Linked DNA regions of Mus musculus: regions 1, 2, 4 and 5 are each linked to region 3. The links are chromatin contacts, called in public ChIA-PET, HiChIP or PLAC-seq and promoter capture Hi-C maps. All regions are on one chromosome and are shown on one strand. The core of a region is the stretch at or near the end of the contact, and the rest is flanking DNA. Distances in the headings are between cores, read along the strand shown. Region 1 holds the start of Srsf9 (serine and arginine-rich splicing factor 9). Region 2 holds the start of 2210016L21Rik (RIKEN cDNA 2210016L21 gene). Region 3 holds the start of Ube3b (ubiquitin protein ligase E3B). Region 4 holds the start of Dynll1 (dynein light chain LC8-type 1). Region 5 holds the start of Cox6a1 (cytochrome c oxidase subunit 6A1).

Region 1 (2,700 bases), core at 159-2,658, 950 kb before region 3:
GACACAATGGCACTGTTCATTAGGGCCATAATTTTTCTCACGTTCATTTGTATTTAAAAAAAAAAAAAAAAGCTTCAGTCTATTTTTTGAGGCAAACTGCAAGACACTTAGGGGATAAGCTGGGTTAGTCTTCAACCATCGAAGTCCGGAGTACTTCTACTGTGAATCCGTAATCTCCAACCCAGGCCGGCGAGACACCGGGTCGGCAGGCAGAGATGAAGCTCTCCTCCCAACGAGGCTGAGAAGACAGGGAACAGGTCCTTACTGACCCTCCCAAGGGGACGACCGCCAACGGCGCAGAGATCTCTAAACTAAAGCATACTTTCCGGCCTCTTCCTGACCCAGGGCTCACGACATTTGCACACACACACAAAAAAAATAAAAATAATAATTAAAAAAAAAATCAAAGATCCTTCGGCGCGGGTTTTGGGGGAGCCTAGCTTTTCCACATCCCTGCTACAATTAACTTCTGGCTTCTGGCGGGGAATTAACTTCCCTCATTAGAGGGGAATGAAATCAGAGATGCTAACCCCCCACCCGTCTCTCTCTCCCGCTGTTTAATCTGATCCCCCTTTACTAGAACTAGGCTCGGTGGGGCGCCCAAGTGAGGGCTGGCTCCAGACACCCCGCTTTTCAGCCGCCCAAGGCAACCTGTGGTCCCCGCCAACGCCGTCTGTTCCCCGGTAACGGCGAGGGCCACCCCCACCCACAGACCCGAACCCGGACTCGGGAGGAGGGGGCGGGATGGGCGACTGTCGCCTTCGGCCGAGTCCTCTGCAGGGTCGGTTCGGGGGACCCGAGCCCCGCGCTTCCCTCATTTCGGGGTGCTTCCCGTTAGGGTGCTTTTCCCAAACTCGAGGGCTGGGCAGAGCGCGCTGGTTTTTACCCTCCTCGGGGGCAAGTCGGGCGGGCTGGAGCCTTCCGATTGAAGGAAGTGACACCAGGCAAAGCCGCCTCCAGCCGGGGGTGGGGGGGGGGCGCCGCGAGGGGTCAGCACGGCGGGGAGGGGGAGGGGAAGGCGCTGGGGGAGGGGAGGGGAGGCCGGGCCCGGCGGAGATGGGGCGAGCCGCCGGCGGAATCCTCACCGCGGGTCCTCGAAGCGCACGAAGGCGAAGGGCACGAGGCCGTGCCGGTTCTTGAGCTCGATCTCGCGGATGCGGCCGTACTTGTAGAACAAGTCCTCGAGGTCCTTCTCGCGCACGTCGGACGGAAGGTTGCCCACGTAGATGCGCCCGTCGCCCTCGCCGCCGCGCTCGTCCGCCCAGCCCGACGACATCCGCACCGGCCGACGCCGCGGGCCCGCCGCAGCCCACGTCCCGTCGCAGCCGCCTCCGCCGCCGACGCCGCCTCCTCAGCCCGGGGCCCCCCGCCGCAGCCTCCCCCGCGGGCTCCCGAGGCGCTCAGCCGCACTGCATTGTGGGAACGCGGCGCGGAAGCCGTGAGGAAGCGGGGGCGGGAGGGGGCGGCGGTCGGAGGATTTTTAAAGCGATCTTAAAGGGGTAGCCGCCGCCGCGAGGTGCGCTTGCGCAGAGGGCGGGGTCTCTCCCTAGAGATGCGAGCGGAAGGTTCCCGGAGGTGGGACCCGAGCGCCTCCTAAGCTGGTAGGTCACTAAGCTTGGGGCTGTCCTTCTGAGGAGAAGGACGCGGACCCCACAGAAGCCCTCAGACTGCCCAGCGCTGGGCTATCCTGGCCCTCGGTCTCAGGTCTGTAGTCGTCCCTTAGACCCGAGGTGTAAGCCTGAGATGGTCGCCAAAGCTTGGTTGTCCGAGTTTCTGGAGAATGGAGAGTGGATGCGCAAACCTTTCGTTCCAACACTCCGAACCCGGACAGAGGCAGGAGCAACTATCTCCATGAGTTCAAGGCCAGCCTGGTTTACATAGAGAAATAAAAGGTATAGTGGAGAAGAAGGTTTATTGTAGGTATGTGGGAGAGCATACTATACTCAGAGGGAGGCCATCTAGGAGAGTCCAGAAGGGGACGAGACCAGGCAGAACTGGGCCCTGTGAGGAGAGGCGGGAAGGAGAGGGGAAACAGATCCTGCAGTCAGAAGGTCAAAAGGTGTAAAAAGAGGAAGGTAGTCAAGATGTCTGGATTATATAGGGAAGAGCCTCTAGGGGAAGGGCAGCCTAGCCCCTGGCCTGGAGGGCGGGGTATGTCAGCCAAACCCTGTAACAGATAAGGACTGGAGGATGCCAGAAGCTGGAGACCAGGTCTGCTTTGGTATCTTATATAGGCACCTCAGCGGATCATCCCGGGTTTGAAACTTCACAGCTACCCTGTCTCCAAGAAAGAGAGAGAAAAGAGAATCTGTGGAGGATACGCATGTATTATTTCATATCACCACAAGCATCACTGTAGAGTTTGCCTATTTGTGCATTCTAAACTATAGAACAACCTCACCAAACAAAACAGTGAGTGGGAATGCATGCCAGTAAATCTCACTCTCCTGAGGCTAAGGTGAGAGACTTTAAAATTCTAGGCTAGCCTTGACAACAACTTACTGAGATCCTACCCTGAAAAACTATTCAAACCTAGATGCCTGGAGGGATATAAGGCAAAGATAGCAAGATGATAGAGAGCTGTAACCCTAGGCAGCTCGGTTGTTGTTTCATTTGTTCTCTGTAAGATTTTTGGATCCCAGCCTAAGGCTACACCATAAAACAATATGTCCAGGGGCTGGAGAGATGGTGCCAGTGATT
Region 2 (2,700 bases), core at 158-2,657, 560 kb before region 3:
CACATCTATAAAGTGAGTCAATTCTCCTCCAAGGAAGACAAGATGGCTCTCCAGATACTTGCCACCAAGCCTAACCACTTCAGTTTGATCCCCAGGACCCACATGACTTCTAAGCTCCCATGACACCTGTGTGAGTCTACAGACACACAACATAAAATGTAATAGAATAATCTAAAGGCCACTTTTTAAACCAGGCTTGGCAACACACACCTTTAATCCCAGCACTCAGAAGGCAAAGGCAGGCAGATCTCTATGAGTTTAAGACCAGTCTGGTTTATGTAGCGAGTTCTAGGGCAGTCAGAGCTACATGGGAGACTCTATGTCTAAAATAAAATAAAATAAAACTATAAGTTATATACTTTGTTTTTACATCGGTCCCCTTCTGAGACTTGAAAATGTTTACTGTTGTATGTCTAAGTCACATGACAACTTTTGGGAGTTAATCCTCTCTTTTACCATGGGTTCTGGGAATCCAGTGAGGTTGGCAGGTTTGTGTAGCAATTGCTGAGGCAACTCACTGATCTGGAAATGGAACTAGACATCTCAGGGGCTTTATGGTGGGTAAGAGTGTAAATGATTCTTTTCCAACAGTGTACTGTGAAGAAAATGTTTGGATGTATCTGTAAAAGGCTGTAACGAGATGTAACAATATGGTGTCGTCTACTGGGACAAACAGGTATTATCACGTGACTGTGGCTTGTAGCTCACATGCAGGAGAGGAGAAGGTATTAAATTCCCACGAGGAGTTCAAGTACAGATGCAATATATATATATATTTCTGCCTACTCTCTAAATTATAAGGCCTGTTGGATTCTCTAACCATGATTAAGAGTCATTATACTGGCAGATGCCGGATACATTCCGTCTGCTAGGCAATCTCTCGTTTAGGTATACTCCCGGGTGAGCTCAGTCTGAATGAGACATCAAGTGAGGGCCGAGAAAGTCGGGATTCTGAGACTACAAGAAGGAGGGGCATCACGGTCATCTCAGACAGGTGATGGGTTGGTTACCTTTCCAGAGGGAGGACACAGGACGCATTGAGGAAAGCAGTCAGGAGGCATTTAGGTGCCTCTGCGGCCTCCACGGGAATAAAGCAATCACCCTCTGCCCTCGGTGTCAGTGTGATCCCCAAAAGATCTCAGAAGCTCCCCCAAGAAAGCTCCTCTAAAACGTCAGGACGCCATGGCTCGCACCCCACCACGCATCCGTTTCAGGCCCCCGGGGAGGAGCCTGAGCCCCAGAAAGTCCCCTACCGGCTTCGGGTCTCTCCGCTGCCCCCGGGCGCTGCTCCAGCCCCCAGGCGGGCGTAGCCGCCTCGCGACAGCGTGCCAATTCCTCCGCATCGCTGCTGCTACTGCTGCTGTTCTCCGAATCGCTCATTGCACCGCTGGGCGCCACCATCCTGGGATGCCGCAAGGGGTTGTGGGGGGTAAAAAGCTTCCCTCTCACATGACCCACCTGTCAGAGCATCATGGGAATTGTAGTTCCCAGACCACCATTGGCGGCGAACGGTACAGAAAAATGAGCTCCGGAAGGATCCAGGAGACCACCACCTTCTCCAATCTTTTTGTTGTTGTTGTTTTTCTTTTTCCTTTTCTTTTTTCTCCTCTCATCCCCTCCCCTTTCCTCTCCTCCCCGTCTCTCCTTGTGATCCCCTCCCCACCTTTTCTCTTTTTTTCTCTTGTTTGCACAGGGAACGATAATACCCTAAAGTCAAACAAGAAGATGACAGAAGCAGGATTAGTTTTGTTTTTATTTTTAATTTTTTAAGGAAAAATGAATTCATGTGCGATTTAATGAAATCGGGAAGGCAACTAGCCACCTTTTTTACTTCAGGTTTTGATCTTAGGAAGATTGTTAAACTGTAGGCTTTTGAGGGTCTGACAAACAAACAGAACAAACAAATCAGATCGGAATGACTCTTGGAACAGCGGAGGATTTAGCAGTTAGTGCATAGTCCGTAAAACACCTGTAGACTAGCACTTGAGAGCTTTTGTGTGTGTGTGTGTGTGTTTTGTTTTTTTTTTTTTGTTTTTTGTTTTTGTTTTTTTCCCGAGACAGAGTTTCTCTGTATATCCCTGGCTGTCCTGGAACTCACTTTGTAGACCAGGCTGGCCTTGAACTCAGAAATCCGACTGCCTCTGCCACCCAAGTGCTGGGATTAAAGGTGTACACCACCACTACCAGGCAACATTTTTTTTAAGATTTATTTTATGTATATGAATGAATACTGTAGCTGTCTTCAGACACACCAGAAGAGGGCGCCAGATCCCAATACAGATGGTTGTGAGCCACCATGTGGTTCCTGGAATTGAACTCAGGACCTCTGGAAAAGCAGTCAGTTCTCTTAACCTCTGAACCATCTCTCCAGCCCTACACAAAGTTTTCTGCTCTTATGAAACACAACTGTTTAATTGCAGAAAACGAAGACTTTTTTTTAATGTCACTCCTTAATACATATCAGATTAATACACCTTTTGATTGTTTTCTATTAGAACACCCGAGCTTAAAAGTTGCCGTTTGAGTTGTTTGAGTTTCATTACAAAAGTGATTGACTTTTGACCTGGGTTTAAGACAGCGTTTCCAACAACTTCCGAAGCAGCCCCACCCATGTGTCTGTTGTTGTGTACAATACTGGCGAGAGGGAGCACTGTTGGCATTGCTGACTTCAGAACCAGCACATTGACACTCTGAAAACAC
Region 3 (2,700 bases), core at 76-2,575:
ACAACCAACCTATTTGGTTGAGACTAACTTCAAGAAGCACAACATGTCGCACAGGAGTCCAGACTGTGAAGTAAAAATAAACACAAGTTGCTGAGCGACTTTCTTTTATGGTAGAAGTCGCTAGTTTCCCAGGCCTAAGGGCCACCATCTAAGTGTAGACCATGTAACAGACATTGTAGATCTATTTAACTAGGCCTCCCTTTGGAAGCCTATCCTGTGAGGCTACAACACCCCAATTTTAAAAGCCTAAGATAAGACAACAGCTCTTAAAGAAACCATTAATAAGCCAAACTATTGCTCTTAGACAGCTACAGCCTATCCAGATGGGGAAACGAAATGCAGAGGGCACATAACTCGCCAGTGTCCTCACCCACCGTCCCTGACTTTGAATTCCCAAAGGAATTACTTATCGGCAAGTCAAAAAGGCAAGGTTCAGGAATCACACACACAGAAAGGCACCACAAAGAGAAGTTGAGAATGCCAGGCACCCTGTGAGGCTAGCTAGGCTTAAGTCAAAATACGATCCAGTTTTTCCAGCTTTTGATCAAGAGCCGTCAGGAACCACACTAAAACGTATTCTAAAATAATCTCCGTAAAACAATCTAATTACTCTATTTACAGAGGAGGAAACTGAGGGTCAGAGATGGGACTAGATTCACCCAAGGTCACACAGCGAGCGACAGCACTGGGCTCGAATTCCACTTGGGGTGATCCGGAGGCCCGACGCCTCTCACAGGCACCGACATCAACAACCACAAGAACAAGTCCGTCTCGCCCACAATCAGTTGGCTGGCAAGGCCAGTCGCCTCGGCACGGAAATCAATGGAAGGGGGACAAGGAGATCCCCGAAGCCCGCAAGCCAGTCCCTCCTCCGACTTCACTCAAACCAAGACTCGGCCCCCCAGATAGCCTCCCTCCGTCCCTGGCCCCGCCGCCCAGAGAAGCGCCCATCCTGTCCCCACTCGCTACCCGCAGTCCGGAGATCTTTATCCGTTCGAGGCCCCGCACTCGGGGTCCGGGCCGCAGCGACCGCCGCCTTAGCCCGATCCCCCCGAGGTCCGCCAGCCCCGGGGCAGCGGCCGAAGCCCGGCCGCCATCTTGCCCCGGGTGTTGTGCTCCGAACACCTCTTGGGAAGCAAGCAATTATTCAGTTCCGGGAAACAACAGTTCCGCACTGCTTCTTTGCCCATGGAGGAGGTGAGGACTCCTTTCCTCTTGTCATCTTCTTTAGCAGACGGAAAGGAGAAACAAACATCCAGAAGTGGGACTAAACGCCTGACTCGGCCAAGGGGAGGCGGGAACGGTTGATAAAAAGAGTTCCCCCCATCTAGGGCTTACGGGGGTGGGGGGTGGGGGGGAACGCTTTAAGAAGAGTCCCTCTGCGGGGCGGAAGTGGGGTGTGGACGGACGCCGGAAGTGCCCGCCCCGGCCCCGCCTCCGCCCCCTGCATTGAGCGAGCTGGGTGTTTCCTGCCTCTCAGTCCGGATTTGGAGACTCCGGCGTCCTCCGACTTTTCATGGTGAGGGCGGTGGCCGCCGTCGGGGAGCTTCGGGGCGGGCGAGGGTGGCGACGAGGCTGAGCGGGAGCGGTGGGGCGCTGAGTAGCGCGTGCGGGCGAGGTCCGGAGCGGGGGAAGGGCTTCAAATGAAAGGAGCCGTGGTCGGGGTGGTGGTGGTGGGGATCTGCGAAGGGGCGGCTGGTCCTGCGGGCGGTGGTGGCGCTGGGCGGCGAGCCTGGAGTGCTGATGGGCGATGGGACGTGGGAGATCGTCGGGACAAAGAGACGGCGGCGGAGGCATCGAGACCGACGCTCGGGGTGGGGAACGAACGAGGGTTCGAGGGCGTGTGGAGAGGGGCGAGCGTGTACCCTTGGAATCGAGCAAAGTCTGGCCTCTGGGAGGCTGTGCCTTGAGTAAGGTGGGGTTCCAGGCAAGAGAGGGAGGGGGCGTCTCTGAACCCACAAGTCTGGAGCGAGATGACTGGTAACAGTAATTCTAAGGAGACATGTCTGAGGTCGGGGTACCCTGACCACAGAGTCTGGCCTCAAGTGGCACCTGGATACCTACCTAATCACTTCCCTTGAGGCCCTAGGTGACCACACCTCGGGAGTCCCAGGATGTCAGCTGTTGCTGTCTGCGTTATGGGATGGTTTCGGTTTACTTGAGATTCTCTAGGGTCTGTCCCTTGAATGGTTCTTTGTCCTTGGGTGGGGATGGGGGGCGGGTGGACTATTAACCCAGGTCTTCTTTGTCTGCCACTCACTCACAAGATCAGTCCCAAACTGAAGACAGATGACTCGGCCTGTGTCTGGCTTTGGTCAAGCTCTATTTGGTATAAAACAAGAGACACACACATTGGTAGAAGGCGGCCAGCAGCACCGGTAGACCACCAACTGGTCCCCTGGGGCTAACCTGGGAACTAGTTAACAACAGGATAGTCTGGGCTCACCGATGTATTTTTACAGTCTCTGTGTGTCACTAAGGATTTGGGCTGTGAAATGGAGGGCGTTTGAAACCAGATTCTAATACCTAGCTTCCCTAGTAAGCAGGATTGACAACATCCTCATTGAGACTGTTTGGAGAAGTTCTCAAAAGCAGGAGAACTGGGGGGGGGGGGGTGACTATCCTAGAAAAAAGTGTGGGGCTTTAGTTTTTGGCCTCCTTTAACTTCGTTTGCTTCACGCAGTAGCCCTGTAGCAGAGA
Region 4 (2,700 bases), core at 91-2,590, 920 kb before region 3:
CTCACTGCTGCTGACTCGTTTTATTTCATTTATTTTTTTGGGGGGGAGGGCAGTTTACACAGGATCTCATGTAGCCCAGGCTAGCCTTGGCGCCATCTATCCAAAGCTGGACTTGAATTTCTGATCCTTCTGTTCCTGTCTTCCAGTGTTCTGACTCCCTCCTGGAGCCTCCTGGGGATCAAATATGCAGCCTCTGGCCTCACTCATACCAAGCAAATGCTCTACTGACTGAGGGGTAGCCCAGTATTTTGTTATTTTTATTTATTTATTTATTATGTGGGTACGATTAGTCATAAATGCCAGAGGAGACACATCTTAGGATCACTTTCTTAAGATACGTCTTCCTTTGTATAAATAAATCCTCAGCCAAGAAACTTTGCCCAAATGGACATTCTATCCGAGGAAGCAGCCTCACCTGTACACACTGGGCATCCACCCACATTCCAGATCTTGAGGTCCCCACTGCCTGGCAGACAGGCTCTACCTCCTGGATACGCGATCCCTTTCCCGAATTTCTCCTTCAATCATTAGGCTATCAGTATGTATACGGTCTCCTAGGGCAGTACCAGCTACACAGGGGCTACAGTACGAAATAAGCATGTAGTGTCATGTTATAAAATTCGGAATTTAACCCGGTGTGATGGCGCATGGGGGAGGCGCCAAGAAGAAATGCGAACTTTAGATCATCCTGGGGCTACTTAGGGAGACGATGCTAAGGTAGGGTGGGGAGGACACGGGCAGAAAAAACGAAAAAGAAAGAAAACAGGGTTCAGTGGCAGAACGTAGAACTTGCCTCTCAAGCCCAGGGCCTCCTCAGACACACGCACTTACTTACAAACTTCAGGAATGTGACAGCAGAGCTTCGAACCAAGCCCTACGAGACCCTGAGTGCAACTGCATCGATGGCTCACCCTTGCTAAGCTCGAGGCCACCTGTCAAAGGCCATAAATCGTGCGGACCCCGGGTGGGTGGGGGGAGATGGTGGAAATGGGCGGCACCTGGGGCGGCAGCTCCCAGCCTTCTAGAACCTGCGATTCCAGAACACACCCTGCGCTAACCTCAGTGGGGCCCCCGAGAGGAAAATGCCCGCCCTCACCTCCTTCCAGACTGCTGGGTGGTCCGGGAGCCAGCCACTCGACCCGGGGCTCCGCCTTCAGGGTGTGTGGGCCTCCGCACGCGTGCCGCGCATCGCCCGGGCAACCGACGCTGTGCGCGGTGCATTGTGGTCTGCAACAAAACGCGGGGGAAAGATCCTGAGGGAACCATTGAATCCGCTAGCCAATCGGGAGAGGCTGGCGGTAGCGGATGGCCAATAGCGACGCGGGCCGGGGGCGGGGCCGCGGGCGCAGGGCGGGGCCTAGGGATTAGGCGGCGGCGGCTGGCGTGGGGCAGCTTAGATGCGCCACGGCTTCGGTAGCGACCGGCTGTCTTCTGCTGCTTGAGCGGCGCCCGCACCTTCCCTAGGAGCTCGCAGCAGCCGGCTGGCCTCTGCTCCACGGTGAGACCGGGCTCGGGTCCTCCCCGTCCCCCCTACCTCGGGCCTGCGGTGCGGACCTCGGGAGCTGCCCCTCGGAAGCGGGTGGGGGCGTCGTCCTCAAGGGGGGCGCCGGTCGGGAGGGCAGCGAGCGCGGCCCGCACCCGACCCCTCTCCCTCTTCCCTGCGCTTCGTCACCACACAGGTAACCATGTGCGACCGGAAGGCGGTGATCAAAAATGCAGACATGTCGGAAGAGATGCAACAGGACTCGGTGGAGTGCGCTACCCAGGCGTTGGAGAAGTACAACATCGAGAAGGATATTGCGGCCCATATCAAGAAGGTGAGGACCCGGCGCCGCGTAGTTCCTACTCCCCGATTCTGCGTCCTCTGGGCGCCTGGCAGTTTCCCTGTAGCACTCAGGGCGGCTCGGGATGGATAGTTCTAGAAAGGACGCAAGGGTTTCGCGTTCCTCTGGGGAAGACCAGACCCTCAACGCCAGAAGTTTTTTTTTTTTTTTTAAACCCCCAGCTCCTTGGGGGAAAGCGCCACCTAGCAACGGTTTCCAAGATCAGGGAGTTGCGAGCAGTTCCCCCTGCTGTAGAATTCCTGCGCCGAGGATCCATCTGGGTGTTCCGGGAGGGGGGGGGGTTGCGCCTGCCTGCGTGGGTGTTTCCAGCCGGGCTAGGAGGAGATCTTGCCAGCCTTCTAGTCGGGAGTTAGTCGACAGTTCAGGGAAAGTGGGTGGCAGTGGTGGTTTGGGGGGCTTGGGTGGAGGCTTGGTAAATGGCAGTTTTGTAGAAAGCTGGCGCAAGACTGCCAACTTCTCAAGCTATGTTTGCTGGAAGGAAACTGGAAGCCGAAGCCGTGGGAGGGTTCCAGTGGAGAACGGGAGGATGAAAGACTCACATGGAACAAAAATGAATACTTTTTTTTTTTTTTTGGTTTCTCTGTGTAGCCCTGGCTGTCCTGGAACTCACTTTGTAGACCAGGCTGGCCTCGAACTCAGAAATCCGCCTGCCTCTGCCTCCCAAGTGCTGGGACTAAAGGCGTGCGAGACCACGCCCGGCTTGAATATCTTTTTTTGACAAATGCAGCAGTATGTGCGTCTGGATTGTAAGAGAGACATTCTGCTTAATAAATGAGGTTTTCATACCGATTGCCCGATAAGATAGTAGGAGCCCTAAAGAATTTTACATCATCTCTGGCCCTGGTTCTATCCAACT
Region 5 (2,700 bases), core at 151-2,650, 970 kb before region 3:
CTCTAACTCACAGCAATCTTCCTACCCCATCTCACTCTTATGAGCCACCTCACTTGGCGTGTGTCTTAGTCAGGGTTTCTATTCCTGCACAAACATGATGACCAAGAAGCAAGTTGGGGAGGAAAGGGTTTATTCAGCTTACACTTCCACCCTGCTGTTCATCACCAAAGGAAGTCAGGACTGGAACTCAAGCAGGTCAGAAAGCAGGAGCTGATGCAGAGGCCATGGAGGGATGTTCTTTACTGGCTTGCCTCCTCTGGCTTGCTCAGCCTGCTCTCTTATAGAACCCAAGACTACCAGCCCAGAGATGGTCCCACCCACAAGGGGCCTTTCCCCCTTGATCACTAATTGAGATGCCTTACAGATGGATCTCATGGAGGCATTTCCTCAACTGAAGGTCCTTTCTCTGTGATAACTCCAGCTGTGTCAAGTTGACACAAAACTAACCAGTACAGCGTGTTTTGTTGTTTTTGTTTTTATGGAGACAGGGTCTCACTATGCAGCCTCTGGATAGCCTAGAACTCTGTAGAGGAGGCTGGCCTGGGGTCAGTTCCATCTGCGTCTTCCTCGCAGATACTAGCATTAAAGATGCGAGGCTTTTAGACCAAAATAAATAAATAAATAAATAAACAAATAAATAAATAAAAAGGGAAAAAGGAGATATTTGTAAAGTTCTACAGACAAAATTTAACAGATGTGTGTAGTATTCAAAGCGGGAGCAGGAACATTGAACAAACGCTGAGGATATGGAGCTAAACAAAGTCCAGATTTGCTGGCAATTGCAGGGTCCTTACTGGTTCCTGGGTCTGTTCCTTGACTCATTAATACACGGTTTCATACATTCATTCATTAAATTGCATAAAGCACCTGCTACTTGCCATGAAAGATTTCGGGTAACTCTCGGGATGCAGCGCTGGCAAAAATCTAAGCACTGCGGACTTTACAGTCTATGTAGGGCACAACGGAAGAGAATAACAACGGTCTTTAAGAGCGATAGGGACAATGATAACGACAAGGACAGGGCTGTCGAGGGCCTGGGAAATCGCGGAATTAGAAGGCAGCGAGCGAGGAAAGAGAATGGCGCCTCCGCTAACGTGACTTGTTCTCCGCACTTCAGATCCTGTCCAGGGACTCCAAAGAAGGGAGCGATTAAAACCAGAAAAGCTCGCAAAAGTTCAGTTCCGCGGACATCCTCACCTAGGCGCTGACAAGCAGGGAGATGGGGCACAGGAACGGGGCGCATGCGCGCTCTCGCTCCAGCCGCCCCAGGGACGGATAAAGTGCGCAGGCGCTGGAGTTCCTAGCCAGGTCTGAGAAGGCGTTGCCCAATAGGAACGTCGTTCGGCGTCTTTGTCCCGCCCCCTTCGCCCGTCCCCATTTCCGCTTCCGGCGCGCCGGTGTAGTTCCATGATGGCGTCGGCGGTGCTGTCAGCGTCTCGGGTCTCTCGGCCGCTGGGCCGGGCCCTCCCCGGGTTGAGGCGGCCCATGTCGAGTGGCGCCCACGGCGAGGAGGGTTCAGGTACCCGGGGGCTCTCGGATGGGCGTGGGGTCTCGGCGGGTGGCGTGCGGCGGCGTGGCGGGGCCGGAGCCCGGGGCGGTGACCTTGGCGGGAGGGAGCGGCCGAGGCTGACGTTGTGGCCCCCGCCGCAGCTCGGATGTGGAAGGCCCTCACCTACTTCGTGGCGCTGCCCGGGGTGGGAGTGAGCATGCTCAACGTGTTCCTCAAGTCGCGGCACGAAGAGCACGAGAGACCCCCGTTCGTTGCCTACCCTCACCTGCGCATCAGGACCAAGGTAGGCGCTGCGCCTTTACTGTCCGTCTGTCCGTCCGTCCTCCAGGCATCCGTTATTGCGGGGTTGTCCACTCCCCTGGCCCAGCCCTTGGGGGAGTTTTAGGATCTTGGCTGCCTGTCCGTCCGTGCAGATAGAATATTTTATTTACTCTTCGTTTGACGGAAGGGAAGCCAGTTTGTAGGTCGTGGCTCGGTTTTCTTAAAAGGCCACCCAGTAAATGCCTGCGGGCTTTCAGCTCCTCCAACTTGTCACCTTTTGTCCAATGGTGCACTTTATTAGCTTCCTGCGGGAAAGTTTGGAGGTTTGGGGTGTCCCTTTATAGCCGCAAATCCTGAAGGTGATCCGGGATCCGGGCGATTGGCGTAGGCTTAAGCACAGACTGCCCGTTGGTTCTCACAGTGCCTGTCGTTTTATCAGTTCTTTGCCTTGGCTGTTCGTGTAGAAACCCTGTCTCGAAAAACCAAAAAAAAAAAAAAAAAAAAAAAAAAGACAGTTATAATGTCTCATGATGTATTTTAACAAGCCCGTCTTCCACTGTATCACCTAATTCACCTAAGACTGGCCTTGCAGAAACTTATTCTAGACTTCAATTTTACAACCCAGAAGGCTCCATGCCGTTCCCGTACAGCCTCAGCACTTGAGAGGCCAAAGAGAGCCAATGTCTTGTTCAAGGCCAGTCTGGTCTACAAAGTGAGCTCCAGGACAGCCAGGGGGGAGACTTTCTCAGAAAAAGAAAAGGTGTTTGACAGCAGCCTTGCCTTGGGGCTCTGCCCACTAGGTGGCAGTAGCACCCCCCTCCTAAGGCCTCTAGATAATGCTCCCATATCCCGCCCCTGGCACTTGGGGTCAGAAAACAAGCGTTTTCTCAGTAGTAGCTATCAGGAAGTTTCTATCAGTAGTAGTTGCT

The links. Promoter capture Hi-C pulls out the DNA fragments that hold promoters and counts their contacts. ChIA-PET counts read pairs in DNA pulled down with a chosen protein or histone mark. HiChIP or PLAC-seq counts read pairs in DNA pulled down with a chosen protein or histone mark.
Region 1: a promoter capture Hi-C map of pre-B cells shows a contact between it and region 3, with 2.2 times the contacts expected there. The contact joins the promoter of Srsf9 here to the promoter of Ube3b in region 3. A contact is called at or near these places in 2 of 39 promoter capture datasets (liver and pre-B cells) and 1 of 484 Hi-C or Micro-C datasets (pre-B cells).
Region 2: a promoter capture Hi-C map of pre-B cells shows a contact between it and region 3. The contact joins the promoter of 2210016L21Rik here to the promoter of Ube3b in region 3. A contact is called at or near these places in 3 of 39 promoter capture datasets (hippocampal neurons, liver and pre-B cells) and 3 of 115 datasets of contacts at active chromatin or transcription factors (large pre-B cells, memory CD8 T cells and pancreatic cancer cells).
Region 4: a contact with region 3 is called in an RNA polymerase II ChIA-PET map of memory CD8 T cells, with 11 read pairs. The contact joins the promoter of Dynll1 here to the promoter of Ube3b in region 3. A contact is called at or near these places in 1 of 39 promoter capture datasets (liver), 1 of 115 datasets of contacts at active chromatin or transcription factors (memory CD8 T cells) and 1 of 9 other capture datasets (liver).
Region 5: an H3K27ac HiChIP or PLAC-seq map of thymic regulatory T cells shows a contact between it and region 3, with 6 times the contacts expected there. The contact joins the promoter of Cox6a1 here to the promoter of Ube3b in region 3. A contact is called at or near these places in 2 of 39 promoter capture datasets (liver and pre-B cells), 1 of 484 Hi-C or Micro-C datasets (CD4 T cells), 2 of 115 datasets of contacts at active chromatin or transcription factors (memory CD8 T cells and thymic regulatory T cells) and 1 of 9 other capture datasets (adipose tissue).

The regions. Positions count from the first base shown.
Region 1 is chr5:115,325,885-115,328,584 of GRCm38.p6, reverse strand. Srsf9 (serine and arginine-rich splicing factor 9) reads right to left here and starts at 1,408. Exons shown (of 4, transcript NM_025573.3): 1 at 1,086-1,408. The coding sequence starts at 1,276.
Region 2 is chr5:114,940,909-114,943,608 of GRCm38.p6, reverse strand. 2210016L21Rik (RIKEN cDNA 2210016L21 gene) reads right to left here and starts at 1,407. Exons shown (of 6, transcript NM_028211.1): 1 at 1,254-1,407. The coding sequence starts at 1,401.
Region 3 is chr5:114,379,245-114,381,944 of GRCm38.p6, reverse strand. Ube3b (ubiquitin protein ligase E3B) reads right to left here and starts at 1,325. Exons shown (of 28, transcript NM_054093.3): 1 at 970-1,325. It overlaps Kctd10 (potassium channel tetramerisation domain containing 10), which reads left to right and starts at 1,440. Exons shown (of 7, transcript NM_026145.4): 1 at 1,440-1,519. The coding sequence starts at 1,517.
Region 4 is chr5:115,299,630-115,302,329 of GRCm38.p6, reverse strand. It overlaps Dynll1 (dynein light chain LC8-type 1), which reads left to right and starts at 1,340. Exons shown (of 3, transcript NM_019682.4): 1 at 1,340-1,498; 2 at 1,680-1,817. The coding sequence starts at 1,686. Gm13830 (predicted gene 13830) reads right to left here and starts at 1,210. Exons shown (of 2, transcript NR_131932.1): 1 at 1,097-1,210.
Region 5 is chr5:115,347,658-115,350,357 of GRCm38.p6, reverse strand. Cox6a1 (cytochrome c oxidase subunit 6A1) reads left to right here and starts at 1,400. Exons shown (of 3, transcript NM_007748.5): 1 at 1,400-1,519; 2 at 1,651-1,793. The coding sequence starts at 1,411.